Linked DNA regions of Mus musculus: all the other regions are linked to region 1. The links are chromatin contacts, called in public promoter capture Hi-C maps. All regions are on one chromosome and are shown on one strand. The core of a region is the stretch at or near the end of the contact, and the rest is flanking DNA. Distances in the headings are between cores, read along the strand shown.

Region 1 (2,731 bases), core at 140-2,639:
TCTGTCTGTCCTTCTCTGTCCCCTCTTTCTTCACCTCTACTTCCTTCTCAACTCCCTTCCCATGCCCCCAAATAAACTTTATTCTATACTAGACCCACTGTATGGCTGGTACTTTGGTGGGGAGAGATGCCCACTGAGGTACCACCTCCCACCACATCTTACTGCGCTCTTCAAAACATATCCTTCGTCTTTATAAAAACATTATCGGGGCTGGTGAGATGGCTCAGTGGGTAAGGGCACCCGACTGCTCTTCCGAAGGTCTGAAGTTCAAATCCCAGCAACCACATGGTGGCTCACAACCACCCGTAATGAGAGCTGGTGCCCTCTTCTGGTGTATCTGAAGACAACTACAGTGTACTTACATATAATAAATAAATAAATCTTAAAAAAAAAAAAAAACATTATCAGTCTGAGCTATAATGAGAAACCTATCTGAATGAAACCAACAAAGTAAAAACGCTCAATGTAAAAATGCTAGCCTAGCATGCAGTAAGCTTTCTAAAACAGTTGCTACTGGCGTGGTACCATGCTAAATAGCATCTCACAGAAGCCTAACAACAGCGATGAAAAGTTGCCCATAATCTTATCATGTTTTGTGATTTGTATGTGTGTGTGGTGCTGGTGATCAAACTTGGGGATTCACATATAACAGGCAAGCATTTTGCATAAGTGAACTATTACTCCTTTTTTTATACATTTCAGGATAAGAGATGGGAGCAAAGTCAAGTGTTACCATGATGCTAGAGAAACACGGGGACTATTTCTATCTAGATCAAATACACGATTACTAAGCACTAACTACTACCTGACAAGTCGAAAACTGAGAACTCAGTAAGGGATGCTAACAGCAAGATCCAGGAAAACCTTGCCCTCTCTTAGCATGCAGCATCACAAGTGTGTATGTGTGTGTGTGTGGGGGGGGGGGGTCTTGCTTGTTTGTTTTAAAAACTCCTTTAGGCCCCGGACAGGCCCCCACTCCATCTTTCCCTTTGGTTCCCTACACAACCTAGATGCTAGCTAGTGTCACTTCCGTGGTGGGGCTGGCTTTCTTCTCAGTACAAGTCCTCAGGTCACCGCCTCAAGTAATTCCCTCGTCAGACTCACCCCGATATGCGGATAGCTCCAACGTCCTAGCAAAAGAGGAGCCCAAGGCTCAGTTTAAAACTAGGAAAAGAAGTCCCTTCGCTTATCCACCTTCCGACCTTCCCCGTCGCTGAGTAGCCTCACCTCCCCGCAACTTTCTTTCCACGTGCGTTCTCTACGTCCGCAGTCCCCACCCACCGGATTTTTGGGAGATGTAGTCAAATTGCGGAAAGGAAGGCTCAAAACAAAACAAAACCGAAGCGAGCCTCCCAGCGTCTGGGAACTCTAGTCCGTTGCTACAAAATGGACAGGAAACAGGAAATTTAGCCAACCGTAGGAAATCCAGACTGGGAAAGGCATGTCGGGAATTGAAGGCGAAAGACATGCTAATTTGCTGCGTAAGTTCGTTCGCGCTCTTCGTGGAGACCACTGGGAGTTGTAGTTCACAGAGAACATGGCTCCATTTTCTTGGTAGTTATGGCTTCCTAATTCAAAGCAAAGGGTGTCCATTTCCAGATGAGATCACCTTTATGTCCTGGCTCTTCTCTGCTTGAGGGACCAGGACGCGGCATATTAAAAAAAAATGCCCCGCCTTTTCAGAGAAAAGAGTGATATTATATTAGCAATCACTCGTGTGAAATGTACTGGAAGATTTCGACCATGTTCACCTGTCCTCTCACCATCCGTGGACTGGCAGGCATCCCTACCAAAATTTAGCAGAGACCAGATCTCTTTTATCAGCTCGCTATTTGACTCCACTCACCTTCCTGCTCTGATTAGACTAAGTATGTTTCCTTTCATTCCTGAGTTTGCTGATGACTACGAGCTTTGAAGCAGCTTTCCCCTACAGTTTGTAATGTTATAAACTTCATTAGTGGGCAAACTAACCTCACCTGGCCTATCCCTAAACCAGCAACCCAGCAAGATGAACTTAGAACAACAGTGCTCTATCTTCTCAGCTGCTTTTGTTTTCTGAGAGTGGTGCATGTAGCCCAGGATCACCTCAAACTTGCTAGTTGGCTTCTGCTGTTCCTTCCCAGGTGCGAGAGCTAACCATCAAATCTGGTTTTATATGATGCTCCAGACTGAACCCAGCCCTTACTGCATATCCCAGGCTTACTGCATGCTCAGTAAACATTTATCTTAAAAGCAGTAATTCTTACCTAAAAGCCTTTTATTTTTTAAAAACAGGTTCTATGTAAACTCTGGCTGTCCTGGAACTCATTATGCAGACTGGGCAGGCCTAGAGCTCAGATTCCCCACCTGTCTCCAATGCTGGAATTGAAGGTGTGCATCATTATGCCTGGCTAAGACCTTGTCTTTGGACTCAGAGCCGACTGTGGTCACCGACCTAACTAGCATTAAGTGGTAACCTCTCCTCCCTACATTTTGACTTGCTCTTGAAGGTCTAAGAACCAAACTCTTCTTCCCAACACTTTTAAGAGACTGAGGCAAAAGAATTTTAAGTTTGAGACCAATAAGAAGATCCTACTTCAAAAACAAAACAAAACAAAAAACCAATCAGGAACGTCTACAGCTGGAACTCAGCACTTGGCAGAGTCGGTTAACGGGTCTCCTCCACTACAGTTAGTGTGTGTCCTGGGCTATATGTGACCTGTCTCGACAAAAGTCATGTATTTCCCATGAC
Region 2 (3,013 bases), core at 212-2,711, 2.3 Mb after region 1:
ATAAATTATCGCCCATATTTTGAGTTCATTGTTAAGAGCTTGTAGCTACAGAAGCAGGATCAGATACCATAGACTACCACAATATGGTATTCCTTAAAACCCGTGAAAAAGAACAGAAAACCATTAGAGGAAACTTTGTTTTCATCCACCAAGTCCCATCCAGTTCTTGAGATCTAAACTTAAATTTTTTTCATTTGTTCATACTTCACTGCTAGCAAATCTTTGTAAATGCTTACAGTGATATACTGTCTCTTATCTGAACAGCCCTACTCTGGTGAGCCAGTACTCCACTCTCTTTGGGGAATTAAATTCTCTATTCCTATGTATGTTCCTAGTCTTCACTTCTCCCTAGACATTTTCTATATTAGTCAGATTTTAATTCATGTGCATTCAGTTTTGTTTTAAGCAGTTCAACAGATGAAGGAATGAGAAAAGATTAATTCCTTCTTTCTAAAATTTGATAATAAAGCTTTCAAGAGAGAGGAAATAAACTAAGAAATTCAGAAATTCTGCATGTTCTAATTGCTAATCGAAGTATTTCTGCAGTTTCATTTCGTGGAAAGAAAATAGTCTAGTTTATGAAGAGAATAGAAAGGTGATGATTTTGGACATTTTTCTTCTCTTCTTCACTGAAATGCTAAAAAGAATGCCAACCTCAACAAAACAAAACTTTTTTAAAAATTGCCTTGTTGCTGTATTTTAAAAGAAGCTTTAAATCATGTACACGGAAGCAACTAACTGCTGTACAACATAAGCAATTCTTTATATAATCGGGGAAAGATTTCGTCAGTCGACTAACATCCTCCTGGGGTCTAGACAAATATGCCCACAATAAAACCACAGATAGCTAGTGCTTTCTGACTAATAAGACCTCTCCTATCTGGGGCTTTGTACAACGGCTATTTTCTGTCTTTAAATTATTGCTAGCCTGTAGTGACGCCAAATGCCCGCTACATACGAGCCAGAGTCTAGTGTCGCAGACCCCACACGAGTTAGTAGGGCAAAGTATTCCAGTCTTCTGTCTGAGAAGACGACTGGAGGAAACGCTATTTTACATTCGCACGTTGTCCAAATATGCCTACTTTAAGACAGAAGTTTTAAGTGTGAGGCTGAAGGTGGCAGGCCTGGTTTTGTGTTTTCATTTAGGTTCAGTTGCCCATAACACAGGTGACCACCCTCCAGCACACTAAAACCCTCAGGCTGGGCTGCCGGGGCCATTATCTTCGTTCTGCACTTCCACGAGACAGGCAAAAGTACGAAGAAGATATACCCTTTCCTCGGCTTCTGAGCCGTGTGGAGGGAAGGCTGAGCCACTGAACTCTGTCTCCTAGCCCAGTTGGATGTGGGCCCAGTCTGAGAGCCACTTCGGTGGCGGGAACCGCCATCTAGCCATGTTAAAGCCCAGCGTCTTCCAGGGAAACCCAAGCGCAGCATGGGCGCCGCCATAGCGTCGCCGAAGTCCCGGTCAGGTGACCCACCCTCCCTCTGCCGCGAGGCTCCCTGGGAAGCGTAGTTCTGGCAATGCGCCACAACCCGTGTAGCTCTTGACCGGAAGACTACTGTTCCCAGCAACCCAATTCAAAGGCTGCCGGAACTTTGTTAGGGAGGGGCGGAACCAAAGAAGTGGGAAGGTTGGTGGGTCCTGTGTGACTCCTCCTAGCGGGGAGTTGGAGAGCTTTGTGGCGGTAGAGCTTGTGTGTACTTTGACAGCTCTTTGAGGGAGCGCCAAGCAAGGAAGCCTCACCAAGGATTTTATACTCAGCTTAAGCCCGTGAGTTGAAACAAATGACCCTAACATTACCACAAAGGCTTCCTGGACCCTCCAACGCTTTTATTTTTTCTGTCTTGCTCGCACACCTCGCACACAAATTTGTGCATTATTTCAACTGATACTTATTTGCATGCCTGCTATATATACCTAGTTCAATAATAAGGCAGCATTGATATGCTAGAAAGAAAGACTTTGGGGATGTTATATTTTAAAGAATTGACATTTTAGGGAGAGGAACCATACAGAAAAACGTTTTAAAAATTGTTTTCATGTCCGAAAAAAATTTTTAAACTTTTATGTGCTTTTTACTTACTATTTTTCTTAGCCAACATCTGAAACAATTTCTTGTGTTAGAAAGCTTTGATAGAAAAAAAGACATCACCTCAATGGATTTCTTTTGTTGTTTGACTTCAGAACTCATCTTGGACTGGGCATATCCCTCAGTGGTACAGCATTTGCCTACCATGTAGAGATGCTAGGTCCCACCCTCAGGAAGGCAAAACCAAGCAGAGCCTTTCATATCCCTTGTTGAAATTCCAGGTGATTTTTTTTTTTATTTGAAAACTTAGTCTACAATAGTTCTTACTTTCATTGCCTGATTTTAATTGTCAACATAGTCTTAACAGCTATCTTTGATTTCAATGGATCCTTGTCTGGTATTTACCATAGTATTTCCAGAGTACAGAGTAGGCGCCTCAAGAATATATGAAGTAGTACAGTGCAGTGAATGTATTTGACAAATGGGGGCTGTTGAGAGGGTATGTTCTTTAGAAACGCAATAACAGATTGGGGTAGTGGTGAAGGGTAAAGTAAAACATATGTTTCTGGGAGATGTGCAAGGTGAGATTGAGGGACCTGATCGAGAGTTGGAGGTTCTGTACCTGCTCCTTGCTGACAGGTCCAGGACAGAGGAGAGAGGTCCCTGTCCCTCTGGGGTCTCTCCAGGGCTGAGCAGGATGGCGAGTGTCAACGGCCCAAAAGAAACACACAGAGTTGGGAGTCTTGTTGAAGCAGGAACTCAACTTTATGGAGTCAGCCTCTTGCTTATATAAGTTTGGAACATAGGGAGGCGGGTTTTGGTGGGGTAAGATGGCGTAGTGACTGACAGGGTCAATGGCAAAGCTCTACATCAGCAACGACAGGGCAGAGGCAGGGCCAAACAGGTCTTGCTGAGTCACCCCAATATGGAAGTGACTGAGACAGGTCTCAAAACTTGAGCCAGGCTTAGGCTCTCCCACAAGG
Region 3 (2,733 bases), core at 47-2,546, 2.3 Mb before region 1:
TGTGAGGTAAGAAAAATAGAACTTATTGGACACATCACTGAATAGATAATTGGTACTTTTGGGTTTTTTTGTTTGTGGTTTTGTTGTTTTGGTTTTTGGTTTTTTTTTTCAAGACAGGGTTTCTCTGTGTACCCTTGGCTGTCCTGGAACTCACTTTGTAGACCTTGAGGCCAGAGCAGTCTGCCTCTGCCTCTTGAATGCTGGGATTAATTGAAACAGGATCTTATGTAGCCCAGGCTGGCCTTGGCAGCAGAGACACTTCTGGTAAGCCTCTTGGGCATGAAAATTACTGGCATGCACTCCCACACAACCTCTGAAACAGGTTTCAAGCTACACTGATACAGTATCAGCTACTCAGGAGGCCACCCTGAGAAATGAGACCTCCTCACTCCTGTTTCAAAACACAAAACTATACATAAAACTAATAGTTTAAGGAAACAATAAGATTTCAAACCAAAAGTAAATGTTTGGCTAATGTATGGCAGTTTCCCTGTCCTGTGTCCCCCCGCATGGGTTAGCAGGGTCCCCAAAGTGCAGCAATGTGTAACCCGGTTCCTGGATCCACATAGGCCGATTGCACAGGTAGCTGCCAGAAAGTGGAATCCTGGTCCACAGGCTACAGGTCTGCCTAAGTAATAACTTGGGGCCTCAGAACCACGAGGTAAACAAACTCAAACCCAAACAACCTCTGTGCGGTTCCTACCCTCAGCACGGAAGCTTTAGCTCAACTTTCCTACAATATAAGTAGGGGCCTCTGGCTGGAACCCGGAGCCCTGCCAAATTACTTCTGGGATTCTTTTCTGCTGGTCTATTGTTGCTAACCGCGAGGGCGTGAGCCTCGAGATAGTCAGCCATTGGCTAGAAACCCGGTCCTAAGTCTTCAATGCCCAATTAGGATTCACCAGTGGAAGAATGCCTTGTGGCGCAGGGGGCCGGAGCTGGGATGGAGGATGCCTTCAAAATCTTGGTTTCTTTCTCTACCCTGAGATGGGTCTCCCACTTGTAAAGATTGTGGCTTCGAAACAGACACCTGGGAATCCTGTGTACCAGTCACTACTATCTCAACTCTTTGCTGACGAGACATCAAGCCCGCAGCAAGATCTACTAGCACTGAGAAAACTGACAGAAAGGGTGTGGGTACCTATAGTTTTATTTCTGTTTGCACATGGACAGTGTCTTAATATTACTCCCAGATGCAGGTCCCGACAGTGGTTCCTGGCCAGGTGCAACCCAACCCTCTCCCTTCCCCCACCCTTTCCTACCCCAAACTCCACGGACAGCGTAGTGGGCGGGGCCTGATTGGGCAGGACCAGGATACAGATCCTGGTGGAAAGAAAAGGTGTAGTGTTTGGGGCTTCAGCGGGCTAGGCTGGTTTGGCAGAGCAAAGTTCTCCGAACAACAACTAAAGAGAATAAAACAGGTAATACCCAGTGGGGCTATTTTTCTGAACCCAAAGATAAGGCCTGAAGTGTGTTCTCCTCCGAGGGGCTGCCTCATGAGAGCAGAGGAAAAGAGTAACTAACGGAGAAAATGCCGAGGAGCCCGTAGCTTCAGAGGCGAGGGCAGCCACCACCTTCCTTATAACTTTCCCTCCCATGCAGAAACATGGAGCTCGGGTGCCCTGAGTTGCTGGAACCCCCAGAAGATATCTTCTCGACGGGATCCTTCCTGGAGCTGGGATTCAACGGTCCCGCGTCAAAGGTCCCGGTGACCAGGGTACAAGAACAGGGGCTGCAAAGCTGGGAGATGAGTAGGGGCTGTAGCCCAGGCTGTTCAATGGAAGTGGGAGTTAGGTTGAGAGAACTCTGACTAGAAGCCTTAAGTCGTCACAAAGAAAGAGTTCTCATAATAGAGCCCACGAAATAGACGCGTATTGTTACTCTTCCTATGTCCAAGAAGGGATAGCATTGAAGCATTAAGGATCTAAGACTACTGTCAGGTAAGACTGTCAAGGTACTTCTTTGCAGACATGCGTACCCTCTCCTCCTATAGGGCCTTCAGAAGAGTGAACCTGACGATTTCCTGAACCTCTTTATCGATCCCAATATGATACACTGCTCAGAAACATCTCCTGGTAGGGACAGTGGGGTCTCTGAAGATCCTGGCTCCCCTGCCCAACAGGCTTCCAGTTCCCCTGCCCTCTATGAGGTTGTCTATGATTCAGGGACCCTACAGGGAACTCAGCGGGAAGCTGGGCCAACCTTCGGACTCATCTCTATTCAGATAGGTCAGTGTACTTTTTGGAAATAGGGCAACGCCCCTTTCAGGCCCAGCCCTGGTGGTGAGATTAAGGGGAGAAGGTTCCCAAACTGTGCCACTGCCCAGTCCCCGCCCTTACCACAGCCTTCTGACTCCTTTGTCCCAGTCTCTGTATCTTTTTTCAGATCAGTGGACCCCTGCACTTATGGTCCCTGATGCATGCACAGTCAGTGGACTGCCCTCCGATTCGCATAGACATATCCTGCCTAGGGTCAGCACCAGAGCCCCAGCACCTCCTGCAGCCATGGTAAGTCTCGACGCCAACCAGAACTGATGTTCCCCCAGTATACATGCCCTCATATGAGTGGGGGCATGGGGGAAAAGGGAGGAGACACTAATGAGGAACTGGTTTGCCCCACTTTTGGTAGCAGTGGTTTTGAAGGCCAAGGAGAAACAAGCAATTCTAAGAGCCGGAAAGTGTAGGGGCTGGAGAACTATAGGGGATCAGGGTGGTAAGGAATCATTTAAGTCTT
Region 4 (2,803 bases), core at 228-2,727, 2.3 Mb before region 1:
AAGACAGAATCGGGGCCACAACAGCCTATTGGTAACTTATCTCACCTGCCTCCATGGCCTGACCCTGGGGAGTGGAAGCCCCAAGAGTCCTGAGGTGCCCCAGGGTGCTGAAGGTGGGAAGAAGCCTGGCGGGTAGCTTGCAAGGGGCTAGAGGCTGAGAGAGTGCTTCAGAGGGGAAGGGAGGCTACTTCCTGAAATGGCTGCGAAGGGGAAGCTGTCGCTAGCTCAGCATAAGTCAGCCTATGGGTGTGTGGTATCGCTGGGGGGGCGGGGGGGATAGTACTGTTTAAGGTGCCAGCACAGCATCAGACCAACGCAGACCTCCCACTAAGGGTCCTGTGCAAGGCAGGGAAGCTTTTAGTGTCTCCAGGATGCACAGTCTATTTAACCTCCCGCTCTTCCTCAGAGAACTAGAGCCAAACCGACTGTCTTCTCAACCTGGCCTCTGGACACACATGCCCCAACTCAAGCTAAATTTAGCTTGAGCTTCTCTACATCTGAGAGGTGAAGCCAGGAGTCAGCGTCAGCCTCCTGATTTAACTCCAGGACACAGCTCACTCTCTCATCCACTGCAGGCCAATAGTAGTTCTGTGCTCCAGACAGTAGGCAAAAGCCGTTAGATGAGACCCTCTATAGGCAAGTGGGTGGTCCCGGATCAACAGGACTTGTGTGTCCAGGCCTTCCCTTATCCAGCCAGGGAAGAGTCCTATAGAATGCAGCCCCTTCTCCCTTGGGGGAAAACAACGGCACTGGAGCCACTTTGGGTCCCAACGCCCACATGCCGAATGACGGGAAGTCGGGGCTAGGGCAGAGGGCGCGGCGCGGGGGAGGTGGCTGAGCAAGAGGCCGGAGGGCCGAGAGAAGCGCGCGCGGGGACTGCCGAGGACGTGACGGCAGCAGCGCCAGCAGCCGCGTGACCCAGGCGGGAAGGAGGGGTGCTCTGGCTTGAGCGCCCGCGGGAGCTCCAGGTTGTAGGATGTCGAGCACAGCTAGCTAGCTCTGGGTTGCGCCCTCCCCTCCACTTTCACTTCTCTGGGAGGGAGGAAGCGGAACCAGATGCGCAGCGTAGAACAGCTGGGGACAGTCCCTGGAGCCGCCCGCCCTCCGCCCGCCCTAACCCGCCCGCCGCCCCGCCCGGTCCGGCCCCTACCTGCCTGCCCTGGGACTCCCCAGCCGGCCCGCTGGCGGGTGGCTCTGAGGGCGGGCTGGCGGGCCGGCGGGCGGCTGGGCTGCTATCCAGCCCCGGACATGGCGCACTCGACTTAGGAGCCGCTCGCGCCCGGGCTGAAGGAAGAAGCAGCAGCCGAGGGCGCCGGGCACGGTGGAAGAAGATCTGGGCGGTCCCAGCGTCCCCGCGCGCTGCGCCACGCGGGGACTGCTGCCACACCACACCGCTAGTTCCAGCCGCGCGGTCCTCCCGGCTCCCACGTTGCTGGGGACCCCAAGCTCTTCAACGCGCCCTGCTTTCTCCACTCATACCCGCCCCCCACCCCCCCAGGAGCCGCGGGCGCCTCCGCTATTCTGCCCCCCCCCACACACCCGGGCCTGCGGCCGTGACCCTGGCTAGCGCCGGCCCAACACCCTGCCGCCTGCAGTGCGACCCCTGGTGGCTGGGAGGGCCCCCTGCAACCAAGCGGATTCCCACCACCCGGAGGAAAAAGCAAGACACTGACCCCAGATGGCCCCGAAGTCAGAGTCGGTGCTCCTGTCCTGCCCTACCGTCAGATGTGGCCACTGTGCCACAGCGAAGGCCCTGAAGACCTAGACCTGGGAAACCCAGGTGACTCCCCACTTCCACGTTTAGAACCCACTGGCCAGAGCCAGAAACTCTCAGTTCTTCTTTCGAGAAATGACAAGAACATTGAAAAAGAGGAAGAAAGGCATGAAGCCGAATAGTGGAGGTGTAGCACTCCTTTCACTATGCTGGGTGAAGTCTAACAAAGCCTTCGTGGAACATGGTTGTCTCCCAAGGATCTATTGCGTTAAACCCAAATGGAGCAGTGAAATGGATGAATCGACATACAGTCCTCAGAACATGAGATTGCTTAGGTCCCCCAAACATAAACCAAGTAAGCCAGCTAGGCCTGCTTACTTCTCTCTAGAAGCATCAACACTGGCAATAGCCTCCTCCAGGAGAGGGGAGGATTTTCTAACAGAAACAACTGTGACTTGGGACAACAGCCTCTCCTTACCCAGGGCTTCAGAAGAGTAACTTGTCAGGCTAGTCACGGTGCCCCATCCCCTGATGCTGCAGCAGGCAGGGCCTTAAACAAACAAGGGCACATAAGGTGACTTCCTGCTGCCTCGGTGAAGTCTGTATAGGCTTTAGGATACATCCAGTTTGGGACCTAAATCTGAGAATGGTGCTTCCGCACAAGCACAAAAGTTCTGAGAGGATTAACGCACACCCGTAGCCCTAGCACTAAGGAAGCCAAGGTGCCAACGGGCACGTGTGACTTCTAGGTAGTCTGCCCTATGTAAGAGAAATCCTGTCAAAAAACAAACAAACAAAAATGCAACACAAAAGAACCTATGGCACCAAACCTCCTTAGGTCCCCAGCCATGTACCAAATAGCCAAGCACACAAAAGGTTTAATAGGATTTTTTATTAACATATAATATATTTAATAAAAAATAATATCCATTCTGGCTCTCTCTTCCATTGCAAGGGGAAGAGAAATAGGGAGGGGCTGGTAGTGCCCATCCCTTCTGGACAAGCCCTCTCTCCAAGATTTCCCTCTACACCTTGCTTCCCAACAGGCTCTGACCTCCAGACAGACGGTTTTCAAAGTTACAAGTGCTT
Region 5 (2,822 bases), core at 109-2,608, 2.6 Mb before region 1:
ATGAGTAATTGGTAATACCAGGACTTGAAGGATGAGGCAGGAAGATTTTGAGTTCCAAGCCAGCCCATACTACATAGCCAGAAACAGAAATAAACAAGCCATCAAAAAATGTGGGGCTGGTGAGATGGCTGAGTGGGTAAGAGTACCTGACTGCTCTTCCAAAGGTCCGGAGTTCAAATCCCAGCAACCACATGGTGGCTCACAACCATCCGTAACGAGATCTGGTGCCCTCTTCTAGTGTGTCTGAAGACATCTACAGTGTACTTACATATAATAAATAAATAAATCTTTTTTAAAAAATCTGAAGAAAGCTAGAAATGGTGGCACGTACCATAGTTAACACCAGCTCAGCACCTGGGACGTAAAAGGCAGGAGGATCTCTGTGAGTCCAAGCCCAGCCTGGTCTGTATAGAGAATTCTAGAACAGCCAGAACTACATTATAGAGACTCTGTCTCAAAAAAACTACCAGAGGCAGTGGTGACACACGCCTTTAATCCCAGCACTCGGGAGGCAGAGGCAGGCAGATTTCTGAGTTCAAGGCCAGCCTGGTCAACAGAGTGAGTTCCAGGACATCCAAGGCTACACAGAGAAACCCTGTCTCGGAAAAAAAAAAAAAAAAAAAAACAACAACAAAAAAACAAAACCAGAAAACAAAACCAAAAAACTACTAGAAGAACTTTTTCCCAAGCTTCATTCAGTGTTTATTGATGCCTCATCATTGCTAGACATTATGTAAGAACTAGGGATACATAAGTGGGGATACAGATTTGCTTTATTGGATTACTTGAGGTAAAAAGACCCACCCTAAAACTAGCCACATCTTCTAGAGGCAGTCCCTATAAAAGGATGTAGATGAGTCCAGTGTGGGTCTTAAATCCCAGTACTGGGAGGGGCGGGGTTAGGGGGGGTCAGGAGGTGGATCTTTGTGAGTTCGAAGCCAGTCTGGTCTACACAAAGGAAGCCTGCCTCAAAAAGAAACAGAAACTCTACAAATAGGTTTGAGGGCCTGAGCAAATTAGCCAGGTCTCAAGGTCCTAATAAAGACTTTTTACAGTTGTCTTTAGCTTGGGAATGGGAAATAAAAGGATACAAACACTGTTGCCAATCTAAGCTGCTATTTGCAAGCCAAAAATCCCACCAAAGTGGGGCATAAACTTGTCCAGAAGGTAGTCTAGAGGTACTTAGCGATTACGGCCACTGGCCACGCCCCCGAAGGCGGAGCACTACACGTAACTTAAGGGATCTTTGCCAAAGTCAGTGGGGATTCGCTGCGATTCTTGCGCTAGGCCAAAGGACCATGTTGCCACGCCCCTAGTTGCGCGCGCACTGACGCAAGCCCGTCGGCGCCATTTTAGCCGGTCACGCTGCACTGGTGGGCCCGGCGGCCATTTTGTTTTGGACACCAAGCGGGAGTTGGCGGCGCCGGCTCTGGGGGCCCAGACGAAAGGCAGGAAAGGGCAGGCTTGACGAGCGGGAGGATCGGTCAGCTAGATACTCAACCCACAACGAGGAAGCCTCACATCCTACCGTTTAAGCATCTAAGCCAACCGCCCAGCTAGTTAACCCGAGCGGCCCGCCGTCAGCTCAGGTTAGGCCGGCCTCCGGGCCGCCCGCCGCAGCCGTGGTGGCAACCCCGGGAGGAGCGCTGGCGTCCATCTCCTTCGGTGAGTTTCTGTGGAGAGGGCAGAGGTGGAGGGGCGCGGGGTCCGGGGCCCGGTGGCGTGGGTGGCAGGTGTGGACCGGGCTGAGGTGCGCAGAGGCCGGGGAGGGGGCGGAGCCGGGAGGCGGAGGCTAAGCCGGAACCGCGGCCAGCGAGCTGGGCCGCTAGCCGTGCGGGTGCTGCTTGTGGTTGGCGTGTCTGGTGCAGGTGCTGGTGCTGGTGGTGCTGGTCGTAGTGGTTTGGCCTCAAATCCAGTGTCTTGCTTACCTAGATAAGCGTCCTCCATCGGAGCCAAAGCCTCGCCCCAGAATAGCGTTTGATGGGGATAACCACGGAAATAGTCGCCTGATCAAAGTTGGAGTCCTGAGAGGCTTCGAGGTGGAGGTCAAATGAGGAGTACAGGAATTAGCGGCGGCTCTGGGTGTTCGATTTTGATTCTTTTTTTTTTTTTTTTTTTTTTTTTTGCGGCACCGAAGTTGAACCCAAAATCGTACTTTGGCTAAACTAGCGCCCCGAGTTAACATCTCCAGCTTTAAAAATAATAATAATCTTAGTTTGAAACAGGGTCTGTCAAATCACCCGGGCTCGCCTTGAGCTTGTGACCCCCTTGCCTCAGCCCCTCCCCAGTATATGCCACTACAGTTAAAATATTGTGGTGTGCTCTTAACAGAGCTCTCAGATTGAATACCCATTTAGAAAACCTCTTCTGTCTTTCCCCTGCCATGTCTAACTAGAGCTCCACCTGCATTTGGAGTTGAGAATCGATTTTGAAACTAGGCTTTTCTTTTTATTTTGGGTGTATGAGAGTCCGGTCCTCACAGTGTGACAATGTAACCCGTTACAGCCTCAGACTGTTACACCACTCCCCTGTTGCTGCTGGGAATTGAACTTCCCAGGGCTTCATCAGTGCTAAACAAGCACTCTACTGAGGAGCTATATTCCCAGCTCCTCCATTTCTCTAGATCCATGACCCTCAACTTTCTATAGACATGTAAGATGTACCTGGGTAGCACCCCCAATCCCAGTTGCTGTACCCCATCCTCATGGCCAGATTGTACTTTAATTGGTCTGGATCCAGGCATCAAGAATTTAGTTTAGTTTGGGAGGGACTTTTTCTTTTTTTTTTTTTTTTCAAACATTCCTCAGCTAAGTCACATACAG
Region 6 (3,054 bases), core at 262-2,761, 2.3 Mb before region 1:
TCCCTGCCTCCCCCCTCATCCCCTGCATTTTCATACTTCTGCTCACATGATAAATTGCAGATGTACAAGTATTATAAGAAATTATTTTCAGTCTAGGAAAAGGAATGAATTTCTTTCTTTCTTTTTTTTTTTTTTTTTTTTTTTTTGAGACAGGGTTTCTCTGTGTAGCCCTGGCTGTCCCGGAACTCGCTTTGTAGACCAGGCTGGTCTTGAACTCAGAAATCCGCCTGCCTCTGCCTCCCAGGTGCTGGGATTAAAGGCGTGCACCACCACACCTGGCCATGAATTTCATTTTTAAACCTAGAATCTATTTCCCAAGATATCTCTGCCATGTATATTGCCAAAATCCAAAATCAACATGCATTCATTTAAGCATGGACTATTTATTTATTATTTTATTTATAGACACTTGAATTCAGAGATCCACCTGCCTCTGTGTTGAGCAGCAAACACACAAATTTGTACAATGTGGTAATGGTTACAGCAGCTCCATAGTTAAATAACATACTTTTTGTTTTGATTTGGTTTTTAGAGACATCTCTTGTAGTTCTGGCTGTCCTACAACTTGCTAGATCAGGCTGGCCAGAACTCAGTCTCTTCCATGCTTTGCCAGAATGCAGTGATAAAGGTGTGACCAACCTCGTCTGGCCTTTAATTAGCACTTTAAAAGCAATGCACGTGTCAAGTGGTGTAAGGATATTTGATTTTATTCCTCAAAGGTAAAGAATTGTAAGAATACAAAGTCGGGCTCTATCTTTAGCACTGGAAAACAGCAGCAACAACAAAACAATAAAGGTAAACAATAGGGTTAGCTGCAGTGGAGCAAATATGAACAGGATTTGATTTTGTTGTTTTTTCAGACAGGGTCTCCTGTAGTCCACTCAGACCTCAAACTTGCTAGGAAGCCCAGTGCCTAGAATGATTTTGAACTCCTCGTCCTCCCGCTTCATCCTCTGAAGTTCTGAGATTCCAGCCTTGAGCCACTGACAGCACCACTGCGCCCTGCCCAGTTTACGCTTTGCACATTCTTAGCACGCACTCTACCTACCAGCGTAGTACACCCCCAGCTTCAAGCAGGTATCTCATTTTTTAAAAAAAAAAACCTATTTACGTCTAGAATTATTAATCAGCGTAAATCAAACCAACTGGAAAATGGTAAAGACTATCAATAACTAAAAATGTCATGGATAAAAGCTTCTCGCTGGTGTTCACCTGTGATGTTCCCATCACACTCCAGCTGTCAAAGCGTAGTCGGAAACTACGTGAGAAAAAAGTATCCATTTTTCTCGCCACAGCAGCTAAATTCTGAACTCAAAATAGAAGCTAACTCTCTCACCATGGCTACGCGCCCGCGACGCGAGGAGCCTTTACGGACCTTCTACAAATGGCAGTCAACGGGCATTCCGTTGCATTCGAACAGAGTAGAAGACCTTCCGAAGATGGCGAAGCAACACGGCTCGTCACTTCCTGTCCCATATCAGATATAAGGAACAGGATTTCCGCTTTCGCTCCTTTCCGGCGGTGACGACCTCCCTACGAGAACATGCCTGTGAGTTCCTTGGTCCAGGTTTCGACAGAGAACTCGCTCTTGGGTCCGCACGGTCCTCTTGCGCTAATTGCGGGTCCTACAGGGTCCACATGTGCGCTCTGCGTCTCTTAGGACAGTAACCAGAGCCGCGGCGGCCCACGGGTCAGCCGCGTAGACGGGAGCGGAGAGGAGATAAGATGGCGGCCCAGCTACGCAGACACCAGGGGCGGCGAGGGGCGAGTTCTCCTCGGTGTGTGCCAGTGGGGGCTCTTTCCCATCATCTCTTTCCTCCATTACCTTCTAAGTCTTTGCATTTCTGCCCCTTTTAGCTCGCAAAGGATCTCCTTCATCCCTCTCCAGAAGAGGAGAAGAGGAAACACAAGAAAAAGCGCCTGGTGCAGAGCCCCAATTCCTACTTTATGGACGTGAAATGCCCAGGTAAGGAAGTGGTTTTCAGCTGTGCGGGAAAACTAAACTGTACTAATGGTTGTAACTTAATTTTTGATTTTATTACGAGTTCAGAAGTGGTAACTTGGAGAGGAATAAAAGAAGTTAACATTTTTCTTCTCTTTTTTTTTCTTCCCAGGATGCTATAAAATCACCACGGTCTTTAGCCATGCACAAACGGTAGTCTTGTGTGTTGGCTGCTCCACTGTCCTCTGTCAGCCTACAGGTGGAAAAGCAAGGCTGACAGAAGGTGAGTGGTCTCAGTGTTGGGGTTTTGTTTGGCTTTGGGGTCCTAAGGTGAAAGGCTGAGTAGAATGCAAGGCTTCCGGCTGGTAAAGCCAGCTGCACTCCTGTTAGGAAGGTTTAGCACTCTGCAGATGAGGCAGGGTCAGTGGCAGGCAGAAGTAACGTTTGCATCTTTTTCTTCCAGGATGCTCCTTCAGGAGGAAGCAGCACTGAAAGCCCCTGATTGAAGATGAGTGGGAACCTTCCCAATAAACACGTTTTGGATATATAATGTTTGTCTTGTTTAACTGGTAGCAAGTGGTGCCTCACATATCCCAGGGCAAACAGAAGAGTGGTCCCTTTGGGGTCAAGTAAGTGGCCAAACACCTAGAGTCCATTGGGGGCATTTTTATCTAGATTCACTGTATAAATCTTAGACCATGGTTTAAAACTGGTGATAGTGTATAATTGGGCTTACTCTTCTATGTCTTTTTGGTAGTAACTTTTAGCAATGGTTATTGGAAACATTGTGTCATACAAAGGTGTGTGACAGTGGGGACTGTCTTTATTTAGGGATAATGGTACCCAGGCTGCTTTAATCCCAGTGCCTGAGAAGCAGAGGGTTACTGTTTTTCTGTGTGTTGTTGAGATGGCCTTAGGTAGCTTCAAGTGTATGTGACAGGATACCTGTCAAGTGATGGCATTGTAGGTGTGTACTGCTGTTGCGGTTTTTGTGGTGCTAGGAACAGACAGACACCGAGGGCTTCGGGAATCCAGCCTCAGAAATGTAATCTTTACACACGTGACTTAACCACCTAGGAGCTTTTATTTATACTTACTACAAACTTGATCTG
Region 7 (2,774 bases), core at 102-2,601, 2.5 Mb before region 1:
GATCTGAGATCCTTCCCACTAGAGTGAGTCAGACATCTAACCTTTCCACTTAGAAGCTGATGCTGGCACCATCTCCCTGCAGGCTGGCTGGCCTTGCCCATTGCTTCTCGGGAACTTCATCTTTAGGAGGTGGGGTGGGGTGGGAAGGGGAGGGGAGGGGTTACTTAGTAGATAAAAAACTTGCCACACACGAATGAGGACCAGAGTTCTATGGTGGCTTGCCTATGATCCCAGAGCTCAGAAGGCAGAGACTGGGTCCCTGGAGTCAGATGGCTGGCTAGCTATCAGTGAGCTCAGGGTTCAGCTGAGAGAGCCTACCTTGACGAATGAGGTGGAGAGTGATCTAGGATTCCTGACTTGTACCTTGGGCCTCCACCCCATGAATACACAAGTGCACTCAAGCGTGCACATAATCCACACACCTAAGACCTCCATATCCTCCAAAGCCAGCATTCGCCCCTCACTTTAGTAAGTGCACTGTTCCCAGGGGTTTAGGCAGGGAAGGGTGCTCTACGTTGAGTTTTGAAGGAGAGAGGATGAAAGCTCAAATGCCAGGGCAGGAGACGCTCTTCCAGTCTGACTGCTTACTGTCCCCATATAGCAGCAGAGGATAGTCCCAGATCATGCTTTCAGCTTCCCTGTCCAGGGACATTCGATGCCTTGCTGAGGAGAGGTAAAGGCTAGGTTTAGTGCACACACTCCATTGATTCAGCCTGGACATTTTCCTCTTCTGAGAATCCATGCTCTTTTAAAGCCACTACTTTTGAAACTCTAAACCACCAAGAGGCCTCTTTTTTCTTCCTCTTCCCATCCCCAGTTTCCACTGCACCGATTAAAACCAGGATGGGAAACATTTGCTGCCTGGTCCCAATTATTGTATCCTTGCCTAAAATGAAGGGCTTCCCTTCACAAGTCTGGCAGATTGGCCTCCACCTTTCCCGTAACTTAATTCTCAGGCTCCCCCACCCATTCCCTGGGGGGTTGCTATTGCTGCTGGTAGCTGGAGGCAGCTGTTTTGCCCAGACTTGCAGACCCGACCTGGCCAGGGGCCAGATTCTTCAGTCGCCTTAGGAAGAGAGCAGTGGTACCATCCCATCATGGGTGACAAAGAACAATCAAAGGATTGAATGGCTCCAGGACCAGGACTATAAGCCAGCCAATAGCTTAGGTGGCCATGAAAATGCACAGCTGTGGGGTTGGAGGGTAGGCACCTCTTTGGACCCGACAGGCTGCTGGCCACCAGCGGTCAAATTCCGGAGCGTGTGCGCCTAGGGCGGGGCCTGGGTTGTGGGGAGGGCCGGGCCGCCCCCGACTCTCGCACTCCTGGCTCCCGCGCCACACCGCAGAAGCTGGGTGGGAAGGGCGGGTGCCAGCGCACGCGCGCCACGTTCCCGGGAAGAAAGGTTGTCCGAGCCGGACCAAAGCTGGCTTAGTGTTTCAGGAAGGACCACCTGGAGTGTGTGTGAGCTGCTGGGACGGACTAGAGGAAAAGGGCACCATGGCGGCCCTCCTGCTGCTGCTGCCCTTACTCTTGCTCCTGCCTCTGCTGCTGAAGCTAGACGTCTGGCCTCAGCTGCGCTGGCTGCCGGCCGACCTGGCCTTCACAGTTCGCGCCCTCCGCTGCAAAAGGGCCCTTCGAGCACGCGCGCTGGCCGCAGCGGCCGCCGACCCCGAAAGCTCTGAGAGCGGGTGCAGTCTGGCCTGGCGTCTCGCGTACCTGGCCCGGGAGCAGCCGACACACACCTTCCTCATCCACGGCGCGCAGCGCTTTAGCTACGCGGAGGCTGAGCGCGAGAGCAACCGGATTGCTCGCGCCTTTCTGCGCGCACGGGGCTGGACCGGGGGCCGCCGAGGCTCGGGCAGGGGCAGCACTGAGGAAGGCGCACGCGTGGCGCCTCCGGCTGGAGATGCGGCTGCTAGAGGGACGACCGCGCCCCCTCTGGCACCCGGGGCGACCGTGGCGCTGCTCCTCCCAGCGGGCCCGGATTTCCTTTGGATTTGGTTCGGACTGGCCAAAGCTGGCCTGCGCACGGCCTTTGTGCCCACCGCTTTACGCCGAGGACCCCTGCTGCACTGCCTCCGCAGCTGCGGTGCGAGTGCGCTCGTGCTGGCCACAGGTAAGGCTGCGAGCCAGAGAGGGCGCGCCTGCTCCCTAGACCCGAGGTGCAGAAGTGAGTGGGAATAAGAAAGAGGCCTGGGTTTGGGGAGGGATGTGCTAGACCCAAAGAATTCTTAAGCCGTCGGATTACAGGTCCCAGGCAAGACGTGGGATCCCCACATTGCCACCCTCACCCTAGAGCATTGCACAAGGACAGAGCAAACCAACCAGGTGATGGAAGGCTTTAGAGTAGCTGGAGAACCTCGAAGCTGGGTTTGCCTACCCTTGTAGAGTTCCTGGAGTCCCTGGAGCCGGACCTGCCGGCCTTGAGAGCCATGGGGCTCCACCTATGGGCGACGGGCCCTGAAACTAATGTAGCTGGAATCAGCAATTTGCTATCGGAAGCAGCAGACCAAGTGGATGAGCCAGTGCCGGGGTACCTCTCTGCCCCCCAGAACATAATGGACACCTGCCTGTACATCTTCACCTCTGGCACTACTGGTGAGGACTGGATACAATACTTCTCAGACACTGAGGCAGAGGGTGGCAAGGTCTGGGGAGAGGACTGGGACGCTTGTCACTTTCAGATCACCCTGGACACCATCCCAGGCACAGCTTCTCTCCTTCCAGTCCCCAAAATACCTATTTTTCCAGGACACAGCTCAGACCCTTTTCC

The links. Promoter capture Hi-C pulls out the DNA fragments that hold promoters and counts their contacts. Capture Hi-C pulls out chosen DNA fragments and counts their contacts.
Region 2: a contact with region 1 is called in a promoter capture Hi-C map of liver, with 8 times the contacts expected there. The contact joins the promoter of Gatb here to the promoter of Mrpl24 in region 1. A contact is called at or near these places in 2 of 39 promoter capture datasets (liver and neutrophils).
Region 3: a promoter capture Hi-C map of liver shows a contact between it and region 1, with 5 times the contacts expected there. The contact joins the promoter of Creb3l4 here to the promoter of Mrpl24 in region 1. A contact is called at or near these places in 4 of 39 promoter capture datasets (erythroid cells, liver and pre-B cells), 1 of 115 datasets of contacts at active chromatin or transcription factors (memory CD8 T cells) and 1 of 9 other capture datasets (liver).
Region 4: a promoter capture Hi-C map of adipose tissue shows a contact between it and region 1, with 2.4 times the contacts expected there. The contact joins the promoter of Dennd4b here to the promoter of Mrpl24 in region 1. A contact is called at or near these places in 2 of 39 promoter capture datasets (erythroid cells and liver), 1 of 484 Hi-C or Micro-C datasets (B cells) and 2 of 9 other capture datasets (adipose tissue and liver).
Region 5: a contact with region 1 is called in a promoter capture Hi-C map of liver, with 5 times the contacts expected there. The contact joins the promoter of Chtop here to the promoter of Mrpl24 in region 1. A contact is called at or near these places in 5 of 39 promoter capture datasets (cranial neural crest, erythroid cells, liver and 1 more) and 2 of 9 other capture datasets (adipose tissue and liver).
Region 6: a promoter capture Hi-C map of liver shows a contact between it and region 1, with 5 times the contacts expected there. The contact joins the promoter of Rps27 here to the promoter of Mrpl24 in region 1. A contact is called at or near these places in 4 of 39 promoter capture datasets (erythroid cells, liver and pre-B cells) and 1 of 9 other capture datasets (liver).
Region 7: a promoter capture Hi-C map of liver shows a contact between it and region 1, with 6 times the contacts expected there. The contact joins the promoter of Slc27a3 here to the promoter of Mrpl24 in region 1. A contact is called at or near these places in 2 of 39 promoter capture datasets (liver and pre-B cells) and 1 of 9 other capture datasets (liver).

Annotation. Positions count from the first base shown.
Region 1 is chr3:87,918,202-87,920,932 of GRCm38.p6, reverse strand. Mrpl24 (mitochondrial ribosomal protein L24) reads right to left here and starts at 1,389. Exons shown (of 6, transcript NM_026591.3): 1 at 1,228-1,389.
Region 2 is chr3:85,572,577-85,575,589 of GRCm38.p6, reverse strand. Gatb (glutamyl-tRNA(Gln) amidotransferase, subunit B) reads right to left here and starts at 1,461. Exons shown (of 13, transcript NM_144896.4): 1 at 1,271-1,461. The coding sequence starts at 1,446. It also overlaps Gm3740.
Region 3 is chr3:90,241,706-90,244,438 of GRCm38.p6, reverse strand. It overlaps Creb3l4 (cAMP responsive element binding protein 3-like 4), which reads left to right and starts at 1,296. Exons shown (of 10, transcript NM_001307934.1): 1 at 1,296-1,421; 2 at 1,603-1,717; 3 at 1,994-2,228; 4 at 2,386-2,507. The coding sequence starts at 1,607.
Region 4 is chr3:90,263,909-90,266,711 of GRCm38.p6, reverse strand. Dennd4b (DENN/MADD domain containing 4B) reads right to left here and starts at 1,477. Exons shown (of 28, transcript NM_001356483.1): 1 at 1,151-1,477. Crtc2 (CREB regulated transcription coactivator 2) reads right to left here. Exons shown (of 14, transcript NM_028881.3): 14 at 2,587-2,803.
Region 5 is chr3:90,508,034-90,510,855 of GRCm38.p6, reverse strand. It overlaps Chtop (chromatin target of PRMT1), which reads left to right and starts at 1,358. Exons shown (of 6, transcript NM_001293776.1): 1 at 1,358-1,665.
Region 6 is chr3:90,212,105-90,215,158 of GRCm38.p6, reverse strand. Rps27 (ribosomal protein S27) reads left to right here and starts at 1,511. Exons shown (of 4, transcript NM_027015.4): 1 at 1,511-1,549; 2 at 1,858-1,966; 3 at 2,115-2,225; 4 at 2,406-2,492. The coding sequence starts at 1,544. The coding sequence ends at 2,434. It overlaps Nup210l (nucleoporin 210-like), which reads right to left. Exons shown (of 40, transcript NM_029937.2): 40 at 3,008-3,054. It also overlaps a transcript of Rab13 not described here.
Region 7 is chr3:90,388,515-90,391,288 of GRCm38.p6, reverse strand. Slc27a3 (solute carrier family 27 (fatty acid transporter), member 3) reads left to right here and starts at 1,351. Exons shown (of 10, transcript NM_011988.3): 1 at 1,351-2,117; 2 at 2,390-2,599. The coding sequence starts at 1,499.